Regions from separate parts of the Oryzias latipes genome. Here region 1 is linked to region 2. Evidence: chromatin contacts called from public Hi-C data. All regions are on one chromosome and are shown on one strand. The core of a region is the stretch at or near the end of the contact, and the rest is flanking DNA. Distances in the headings are between cores, read along the strand shown. Region 1 holds the start of LOC101169097 (stromal membrane-associated protein 1). Region 2 holds the start of LOC101170077 (opioid growth factor receptor-like protein 1).

Region 1 (4,905 bases), core at 419-2,918, 170 kb before region 2:
ACAGGACTACAACAGTAGTTTACCATCACCAAGTATGAAAGAGGAGTCAATGAATAATGGACACAATGGAAGCGCTTTGAGCGTCTGGAAGAGCGCAGATAAATCCAATGCATTATTATTATGATTGATGACTGCAAAAATGAAAAATAAATCACAACCAACTCAGTTTTTTAAAACACACACTAGCATAAATGTTTTACCGGTATGTGTTAACGTTAAATACAGAAAAAAATATGCATAACTGAAACTGCGCCCTTTAATCCAGTGCTGTTGAATTGTAACGAAAGGAGTGTGTTTTTGGAAATGATATGGCTTTAATTGCGTGTTTGTGTGTCTGGCAGGTAAGTGTGTGGTGTGGCTCTTAGACTATCACAGTTAAAAATTTCAGCTCTTGTGTCAAACTTGTTCGACTTGTTTGTGTTAAAGGCTTTAATAGAAAAAAAATGGCTGATGTAACGTGGATTAAAGCCATAACCAGTGCAGCGGGTTTTTCTGTGCTGTAAGTTTTAGTTTTTCTCATGTGAAAATCACTGAATTTGTTAATGTTTTAATCCACATTACAGCTGCTGCTATTTTTCTATTAAAGCCTCTAAAAAAATCAAAGTCCCGCCCCGCTGCCTCTGACATGCAAATTTCGGCCAATCAGTTGTAAAATGCGGGGGTCGCTGGGTTAAAATTGCGCTTGCGCAGTTGTAAGGTTCCCGAATACACTCGCTCAGTTTTCTTTGCGCTCGTTCAGTAATGGCAGCCATGAAACGCCATAGCTTTGCCACTCACATGACGTAAAAGAGATTTCACACGTTACGCTTTGGTAACTCAGGAAGCATCTGAAGCTCTGTCATTCGGGCAGAGCATTGGAGATGCAAAATGACGTTGGTCTGGCCACAACCAAAGTCAAAGTCAGCTTTATTTGTCAAATGTAGTACATACACATGATATACAGCACAGATGAAATTTCTTTCCTCTCAACACACAGAGCAAGCAGCTTATTAATAATAATAATAATAACAATAGCTATCTAAATAGGTCAGTGCAAAAGAGGAAAAAGTGACAGTTTAAAGTGACAACAGTGCTAAGAAACAGTAAGTAGACGAGTGGGTTTTGGCAGTCTTTGATGAAGATGATGTCCTGATGCAGATGGAAACGTTTTTCAGTTTAAGTTTGAAGCAGCGTCTAGACGTAATATAAGGAGCACATTTTACAGTTGACAGTGGACAGTTGAGTCCCCGAAGTGGAAATGGTGGTGGTACTATTATGACGAGTGGAGACGTCTTTTGCAGGTTAAATTGTATTGAATTCCAGAAATTATACAGAAATACAAAAAATATGTTGTGTATGATATGAATGCCACATTCACTGAGTATAATGAGAAGGGTCTGAGGGCAGGGGAGTTCAGTTTAACTTAGTGCATCTACCACCAAGATAATCAGCAATTTTATTTTATGACTGATTTTATGTTTTGTACAATTACTGGTATGAAGCCAGTTGAGACGACTGTATTGTAATATTGGGATATATAAATAAAATTGAATTTACCTGAATTGGATTAAATTGAATATTTTAACAGTAAGTGATCAGCACGTACTTGATAACCCTTGTATCTACATTAGTTTGAATGTCCAACCGATTTGCCCAGAAGAGGGCGGAGTTACGAAGATATTCAGCCATGAAAAGGTGGGCGGCGATGAAAATTCCCACAGTCATGAACGCAGCAGAGATGATGATGCCTCGCATCCATATGACCTGCTGCTAGCACACTTCGGGCTACAGGAATGAGTGTGTCCCGCGGACACACGGACATTTCGCTCGTGCGTTAAGAGAAGCGGAGCGCGCGCCGGTGAGTGAAGCCCCTCCAAACGACGGTTGGACACCCGGACGGGGGAGAGAAGCGACATGACGACGCGCTCGGAGAGGGAAAAGGCGCAGAAACTCAACGAGGAGCATCAGACCATTCTGTCGAAACTGCTGAAGGAGGAAGACAACAAGTACTGTGCTGACTGCGAGGCCAAAGGTGAGTCCGACGGTTCGATATCCAGTTCAGCAGATAGATGTACCGAGACGATGAGATAACAGCTCAGCTAACAGACAACCTGGTGATGATGGGAGTTAGAGAGAGAAACACTCTTGTTTGTTTTTAAGATTAAAGTTAGAATTGAAACCGTCAAATGGGTAAAAAGTGTTTATGTTGACTAGATAAAATTAAGTTTAAATTGATACATTGACCGAAGCGTTTATCAAGCTAAAAACCACAACGGAAAACGTCGCAAGGTTTTTCAAAATAAAACCCCCAAGAGCATCACAGTGGATCTCAAAGATAGTACTTTTTAACACGTCAGGGGAGAAAATGATTACAAAAGATCCCATGGAAATTTGCATTGAAGATTATTTTGTGCTAATTTAAATGATAACGTGTTATTTATAGCACCCCAGCAAAGAGTTATTTGTTGTCTTAAATGGGAATTGGTACTCAATTGACTTACGTGGTTAAATAAAGATGTAAAAAGTGTTTTCATATTTATGTACACTTTACTTGTGGCAATTGTTCCTAACATTTTTGTTTAGCTTTTCAGTTCAGTAATTTGCCTCTGTTTGTGCAAGTTGCAACACTGTGATTTCTTTTATTTTGTAGGCTTGCCCGTTGTAGTTCCGGTCATGCGCTGTGTTTGAGGCTGTTCTGTAGGATCGGTATCATGTCCTTGACTGGTTTATTTATGAGCGGAAAACGTTGGTGTTTGGTATAGACAGCGGCGAATTTGATATGACAAGATTTTCCTGAAAATTGTCGAAAGTCTTTGCTTTCCTTCATTTCTACATTTTGTATCTCAACAAACAAACTTTTGGAGATGAGATCTGCAATAGTTCAGGATTTCTTTTTCATATTAAATCTCACTATTTATTTTAAATAATTAAAAAAACATATTTTTTAAACTTTATTTCTTTTAAAACACATACGGTGTATTCAGAAGTAAGAAAACAAAAACAAAGCATAGCACTAATCATTGTAATTTATTTGGTCGTAAATATTTCTTTGTCAACCATACTGTACAATACATTTTAATATGAATGTTAAATTTTTATTATTTAATGGAACTTAACAAGTACAAAATAACTTGCGATGGAAAACTATATCAATAATATCAATACATCATAGTTTTTCAATAATTGATGGAAAATTGTGTTAAAGCTAAATCAGGCTCAGACTGGAATTAAATGCCTGAAATATTCTACAAGTTTAAATCAGATATTTTTCTGGCATCATTTATTATAACATATTTACTCTCAACTTTCTCTGCTGTTTTTTCTTATCTTTTTTTTGTTATTTGTGAGGAGATGAAGTTCTTGAATGCTCAAAAAATAAACCACAAGGTCTTGTTTGACCCTATGTTTTAAATAGTGAAGACAGTTTGTTTGTGTCTCAGGGTCTTAATTCCATAGACTGATTTTCATGGTTTGGAAGGGAATCTAACAGATGTTCATTTTTTTTCATTCACATATCACCACACTGAACTGTGCACCATAGACATGGATTTTAGATAGTATAATTATGACTGTATAACTGTAAAAAAAGAGGTGAACAGGTGTGTGACGAGGTAGAGGAAGGTTTCAGGTGTCATGTTTGATAAAAGAGTGTCAGCAGGAAGGAAAAGAAAGGTGTAGAAGACCGTGGTGAGAGCAGCCGTGTTGTTGGTTTAGAGACTGAGAAAGAGACAGGAGGCAGATCTGAAGATAGCAGAGATGAAGAGGATAAGGAGGTTCTCTTTGGGAGTGATGACGATGGATCCATCAGAGGAACAGATCATGGTAGATTTTTTGGAGATAAATGCAGGGAAGCAGATGGAGATGATTTAGGAACAGAGATGATGTTGGTAAGAAGATGCTGAGGTCGGAGCTACAAGGACAGAAGACTGGAGGAAGACCAAAGATGAAGTGAAGGAGGACTTGAGGATGGTTGGTGTGAGAGAGTGATGTGGGATTAAATGGATTTACTGTGGCCATCTCTAAAGGGAGCAGCCAAAAGGCAACAGGAAAATTGAGCTCTTTGCCTGAATGGTTTGTTGGCAGGCCTCTGTTTTACGTGTCAAAGCCATGTTCTCGCTGTGTTCCCGGGTGTACTGTGTTTCTGGGCGTGGCGTGCCGGCTGCAGTGAGTGACTCACCTTACCCCTCCAGCTGTAATTACAGCCATACTCCTGTCTGCTGTCGACACACTGCCCCACATTCTGCATCTGAGTGCATGTGCAGGAGGTCCTCCTTGATTACAGGTCATTTTGCTGCAACCGTCAGCAGCTTCAGATGCTTCCTGACGCCTCACACGCCCGCTGCTCAGCTAAATGTCAGTGTGAGGACTCAGGGCGGGCATTGCACATGCTCTTCTCAGCACATAGTGGTGATCTGCTTCGGATGTGCTGGCTTAACAAAAAACAGCAACGTAGAATCACTATCAGAATGTGACCTCAAACTCACAGTTGTTTGCATGTGGTGCCACATTTGTGCGGCTGTGGTACAGCGGTAGAGCGATCGAACTCTGATCGGAAGATTGCAGGTTCAGTTTCTGCACTGCCCATACATGTGTCGTAGAGTCATTGGGCAAGACACTAAACCCCGCAGTGGCTCTGGTGGTTACACGTTGTCGCCAGTGTTGGGCCATGGAGGTGCCATCAGTGTGTGAATGGGAAGCTCTTTTGGCCTTCAAGGAAGGTAGAGAAGCACTATGCAAGTGTACATCATCTAGCATATACTTGTGCAAAACTTCTGCCAATGTCATTGTGTTTGACAAAGGCCACCTTATAGTCCCACTCTGATCATCTTTTGGTATTGTAAAAGTGTTCCTAGTAGTCTTTTCATTAGGATTGTGCTGTTTTTTATCCAAAATCTGAAAAGCCTGTGTCATTTTCTAGAACAGTGT
Region 2 (4,985 bases), core at 516-3,015:
TCTCCTCATTCAGTGTCATCTGTCACCACGATGAATCATGTTTGATTTTGATGAAGTTTTCCTCTGAACTGTCTTCCAGTGCACTTTAACCCTTGTGCTATGCTAGGCACTTTAAACCAAAAAGCTTTTAGCCAGATCTGTTGCTCTTTTAAACACATTCATTTAAGATACACAGGATAATAAGACTAAACATGACTTTTGTTCTTGATTTTTAAATAACATGAAAAAAAACCAATGAAATGAAATTTAATTTTAAAAAATGCAATGCAAGTTTGTAAATCAAATAAACCCTTGTGCTATCCTTGGCACTTTAACGTTGGTAGTTGGGTCATCTAGACCCACTAGACAGTGCTCTGAACCTTTTTTCTTCAATGATCTTCACTGGTGTCCATGGATTACATGAAATCTTTCCACCTTTATCCACCTTTGTCATGGTAGGGAGAACACGTCAATGTAAGGGTGGGGTCATCTAAGATAGCACAACGGTTGAAGGAAAGATAGGACACATTTTTTAAAAGACGAAATCTACCTGGAAGGGAGTAAAAAAAATTAAAATATTTGCTTTCCGACCCTATGCCTCCTGCCACCTGAGGCTCTCCCTCATCCCTCCATTGTGGCACTTTGGCTTTGCAAAAAAAAGGCAAACAATTTGAATGAATAATAAATTATTTGCTTTGGTTATTTTGTTTTAGTTAGTTTAGTTTTGTCACTTACATTTGCATTTTTTGTGCCAGATACCTGAGAAGAAATTATGCCAAAAGGTCTTAAAACTTTATTGCGTAAGTGCTGTTCAGTTATATTATTTTTGTATTGTGTTTATATATTTTTTTACATTTTGATTCTATAATAATGTTGTAACCAATAATAAAATGAGAAAAAGAAAGGAGTCTCAACCAAAGTCATACTGATATAAAATGTGGCACTTGACATTCAATGTTCAGCAGGAGGATTTTATTAGACTTGGGGTGTATTTTATTTTGAAATGAACGCATATGTGCTTCTGTCAAAATTAAAGGGAGTTACAATTATTGGATATAGATTTTAAAAAAAACACAGTTAAAATTCAAGTATTGTAAACAGTTTAAAGCTACATTTTGTAAATGAGTAACTTAATGGCCATAGACACATAAAGTATGCTTATATTGTAATTATTTAGAGGCTCTTGTTTGCTTTTGTTCAGTGAGAAACTGGTCCTAATCTTTCTTTTAGCATTAAAGGATGGAGACCCATATCCTATAGGCCAGATTTATTACAACACCTACTCTTTCATTAACTGATTTCATTAACTGGGTTGTAGTCTGATGTTAACTATCCTAAAAAGAAAATTGAGAAAAGACATTTATAATCAGAAGATAATGTATTTGCACATTAATGAAATAATTAAGTGAAGACTGAGTATAACAGATGTCAGCTTAGTCTTGACAGAGGATGAATTGAGTGAACTAAAAACAGTCCGAATTAATTGCATAACATCAGACTTTTTTTAAGACCAAAAAGCTGATAATGGTTATTCATGTTAATCAAGTGATGCCATGTGTACAGTAAGAGGCTCAGGAAGCCTGATTGCCGGCGCCTGCGCCTTTAAGAGCGCTGCTGTCTCTGTGCCACTGATCCCCCCCTCCTAGCAGAGGCGCATCATCGCTGCTGAGGTGGAAATTCCTCCTTTGTGGCGTTTAAAAGCTCCGCACCGAAGAGGGCATGATGTAGCCCTGTGTTCCAGCACGACCACGTTCACCAGGCGCGGGCGGTGCGTGTCACTTATAAATGGGAAATCTGTTGGGCAGCTGGCGTTTCAAGGAGCCCAGCACCATTGAGGAATGCGACTCGACGTGGGGGTCGGACTCGGAGGGCGAGGAGCCGCCAGCTGAGGATGACAGCGGGATCTCCGACTCCATCAGCCCGGCGGAGAGCGAGCGGGCCTCGGGTCAGGCGGGGGACACCTCCCCTCAGGTGCGACGGGGGCGGGGGTCAATGCGGGTGAGGATGCGGGTGAGGATGCTGGAGGATGCAGCTTCCGGCGGCGCGCGGTGTGACGGCGGCATCATCCAGCTGATGCTGCTGCTCTCACGCACAAAGGTCGCACTCCAGCGTGGAAACAGAAAACTCCAGTGTGCAGAGATGCTCTGCGGCGTTTATGTTCCTCTGGAAAAACCCGTTTTTGTTCATTTTATGGGCTTTAACCTTGAAAATATTCCTTTGTGTTCTGCTCAACACATTGATTTAAACTCAACTTTTTGAGAAAATGATTGTAGGGCATTCAAATATGTGTTAGAATTATACATGACCAGCATAAATAATAGAACAGATTAAGTCGAGCTGAGTTTATTTCATCATATTTCTCTGGCAGCTGAAAGTGAACATGACCCAGATTATCCAGAAGAATGGCATAAATGGAGGCACGCTTTCGCACCACTTCCACTTCTGTGAATTGCTCTCCTCTGTCGGAGAGAAATGCGCGGTGACAGCAGCACCTTCTGCTTTTAATCCAGAAGAACGCGCACCTGTTTTCCTTTACTTTTGGTGGATTTTTCCTTTGTAATCATCTCTCGTCTTTGATTCATCTGTCAGCTGATGGATTCTCCAGAGGCGGCTCCAAAGATGAAGAGGAGTTTTTACGCTGCCAGGGATCTCTACAAATACCGTCACAGCTATCCGGTACAGACCCACACATGTAAAGCACAGAGCTGCTGACTTGTTGACTTTTTGTTTTATTCGTTCGGTTCTTTTTGTGTTTATTTAGAACTTCAGAAAATCCCGGCAGCCCAATGAGTATCGAAACCTGCGCTTCTACATGAACAAGATCCCTCTGGTGCCTGATGGTATGATCTGTGAAAAACACACACAAAACACTCGTTTGGAACCAGGTCAGTCCACCAAGTAACCACTAGAGGACAAATATTAGTTCTTGTTCTTGTTAATGCACAATCCGGATTGAGAGAAAAAAACATACACACAGCCTGATTTTCAAAGCTTTTTGTCTTCTCTAAAAGCAAGATTATTGATTTACGAGAATGAATATCCAGATTCATTTTGAAAACCTTTCACTTTTTTATATTTGAAAGTTCTCGGCCTTTTTTGTTCTGCCTATTTAAAAAAGATCTGAGTCAAGCAAAATACTGACATGCATTGTCAACACAACTGAACCAAATCTGCAGACCTACGCTGGTCTGAAGTCATGTGACGTTAAACATTCAGTGGATTACTACATTCTGTTTTAGCTCAAATTCTATCTGGAGTTCATGCTAAAAAGTCTCCCATTAACTTCATTTAAGTTCAAATGCCACTAATTGAAATGTTTTTTTTTTACGCTTCTAAAACTCCAACAGACCTTGATCTGTCTGGACTGAGTTAGAATCAGCCTTTACTAAAGGTTTGATCAGAATTGTGCGGATGTGCTGCTGGTTGGATCCAATATGTTTTTAACTCACGAAAGTTATTTTGTTTTTTTGTGCTGCAATTAATTCTGAAAAAGCAAAAAAAGAAACCTTTCGAAATGGACAGCCAGTCATTGTAGATCGGGAAGCTAGCTTTAGCTAGCACATTTGGCTGCTTTAATATAAAAAAACATAAAAACACATTTAGCACCACCACCAAAAGAGATTATGCTCTTGGATTTATGCTTTTGTTCTCATCAAAAGTAATAATTTATTAATAAATATTATTATGAAGAACTCGAACTGCCCTTTTTTGCGCTTTTACTTTTTCATTTGATAGATTATTATTTCCCAAATATGGAAACGTTTGATAATTCAACGTTAATTCAGACTCAGAGTTTTTTGGATGGATATTATAAAAAATGGAATCTGCAAAATGTGCAGCTGACCTTGATCTAAATTGGGCGTACCAGCCTGACCTGGATGACTTAGAGTCTCCAGCCGCGCTGTAAAGCAATGATGGTGTTTGTCTATTTGTTTTTGCAATAATGGTTATGTCTGAGCGGGAAAGGCCCACAGACCGCTCCGCTGATCCGCACACATGCTCTGTGCAGCAGCTGACTGCTCTCTGTGTTTTTACAGGCATCTACATAGAAGAGATCCTCACAAAGTGGAGAGGCGACTACGACAAACTGGAGCACAATCACACCTACATTCAGTGGTGAGCAGTGATCTTCTCATCCTTAATGTGACTCGTCACTATTAGGATAAATGCCTATGGAGTTAATTCAGTCTCAATAATCAGAAATGCACACAACCGGTTTTACAAATGCACACGCTCCGATTCACAAATGTCATTTTATGCAAACGTGAAAAATAAATTCGGAAATACACACGCTGTGTTTCACAAACACACAGATTGTGTTTCACACATGCACACTAAATGTTTTACAAATGCACAATAAGTGTTTCTCACAAATGTGCACACTGTTTTTCACAAAAACATTTTAGAAATTCACAATAAATGTTTCAGAAATACACAGTAAGTGCTTCACAAACATGATTTTTAGGTACACATGTGATGTGAACTCACAGATCATTCGAATTGCAGAATGTGCATTCAAAATCCCGTTCTCGTTTGTGAATCTCCCCGTGTGTGTGAGAGATTTTTCTACGGTGAATATTGAGACTCATCTGACGGAGCGGGTCAACTAATGTCACCATTGGCTAGTGAATCTGTCAATCAAACTCATCGGCAAAGCAGGCGGGTTCGCTTTTAACCAATCGAATGGCCCCTTACACTCCTCACTTTCAAAGTGACGAGGGAGGGAGCTGTTCAGCACAGCAGTTGAAAGGACGCGGGCGGCAAACATGGCGGAGAGGTCTTCTGAACGGGATCAGTCTCAGCCCGTAAGTAATGCATTTATTTGATCATTCCCTCGTTGTACTTCCTGTAATGTTATTGAATACTAAGTTGAAGCGTTCTCCTTTGCCAAGTGACATGTGTGAATGCTTTATGAACACTGCAGCCGAGTCGTTTGCAGAGTACCCCCACCGCAAATTAGCTTAGCTTTGTTTTAGCCTGTGCAAATTGTGTCTGCCTGTGACTCT

What was found. A called contact is a pair of places that touch in the nucleus more often than the background predicts.
Region 1: a contact with region 2 is called in a Hi-C map of embryo, with 2.9 times the contacts expected there. The contact joins the promoter of LOC101169097 here to the promoter of LOC101170077 in region 2. A contact is called at or near these places in 4 of 5 Hi-C or Micro-C datasets (embryo and fibroblasts).

The regions. Positions count from the first base shown.
Region 1 is chr15:8,977,240-8,982,144 of ASM223467v1, reverse strand. LOC101169097 (stromal membrane-associated protein 1) reads left to right here and starts at 1,668. Exons shown (of 11, transcript XM_020701497.2): 1 at 1,668-2,011. The coding sequence starts at 1,894.
Region 2 is chr15:8,804,397-8,809,381 of ASM223467v1, reverse strand. LOC101170077 (opioid growth factor receptor-like protein 1) reads left to right here and starts at 1,765. Exons shown (of 8, transcript XM_011472790.2): 1 at 1,765-1,950; 2 at 2,569-2,655; 3 at 2,741-2,819; 4 at 4,017-4,095. The coding sequence starts at 1,765.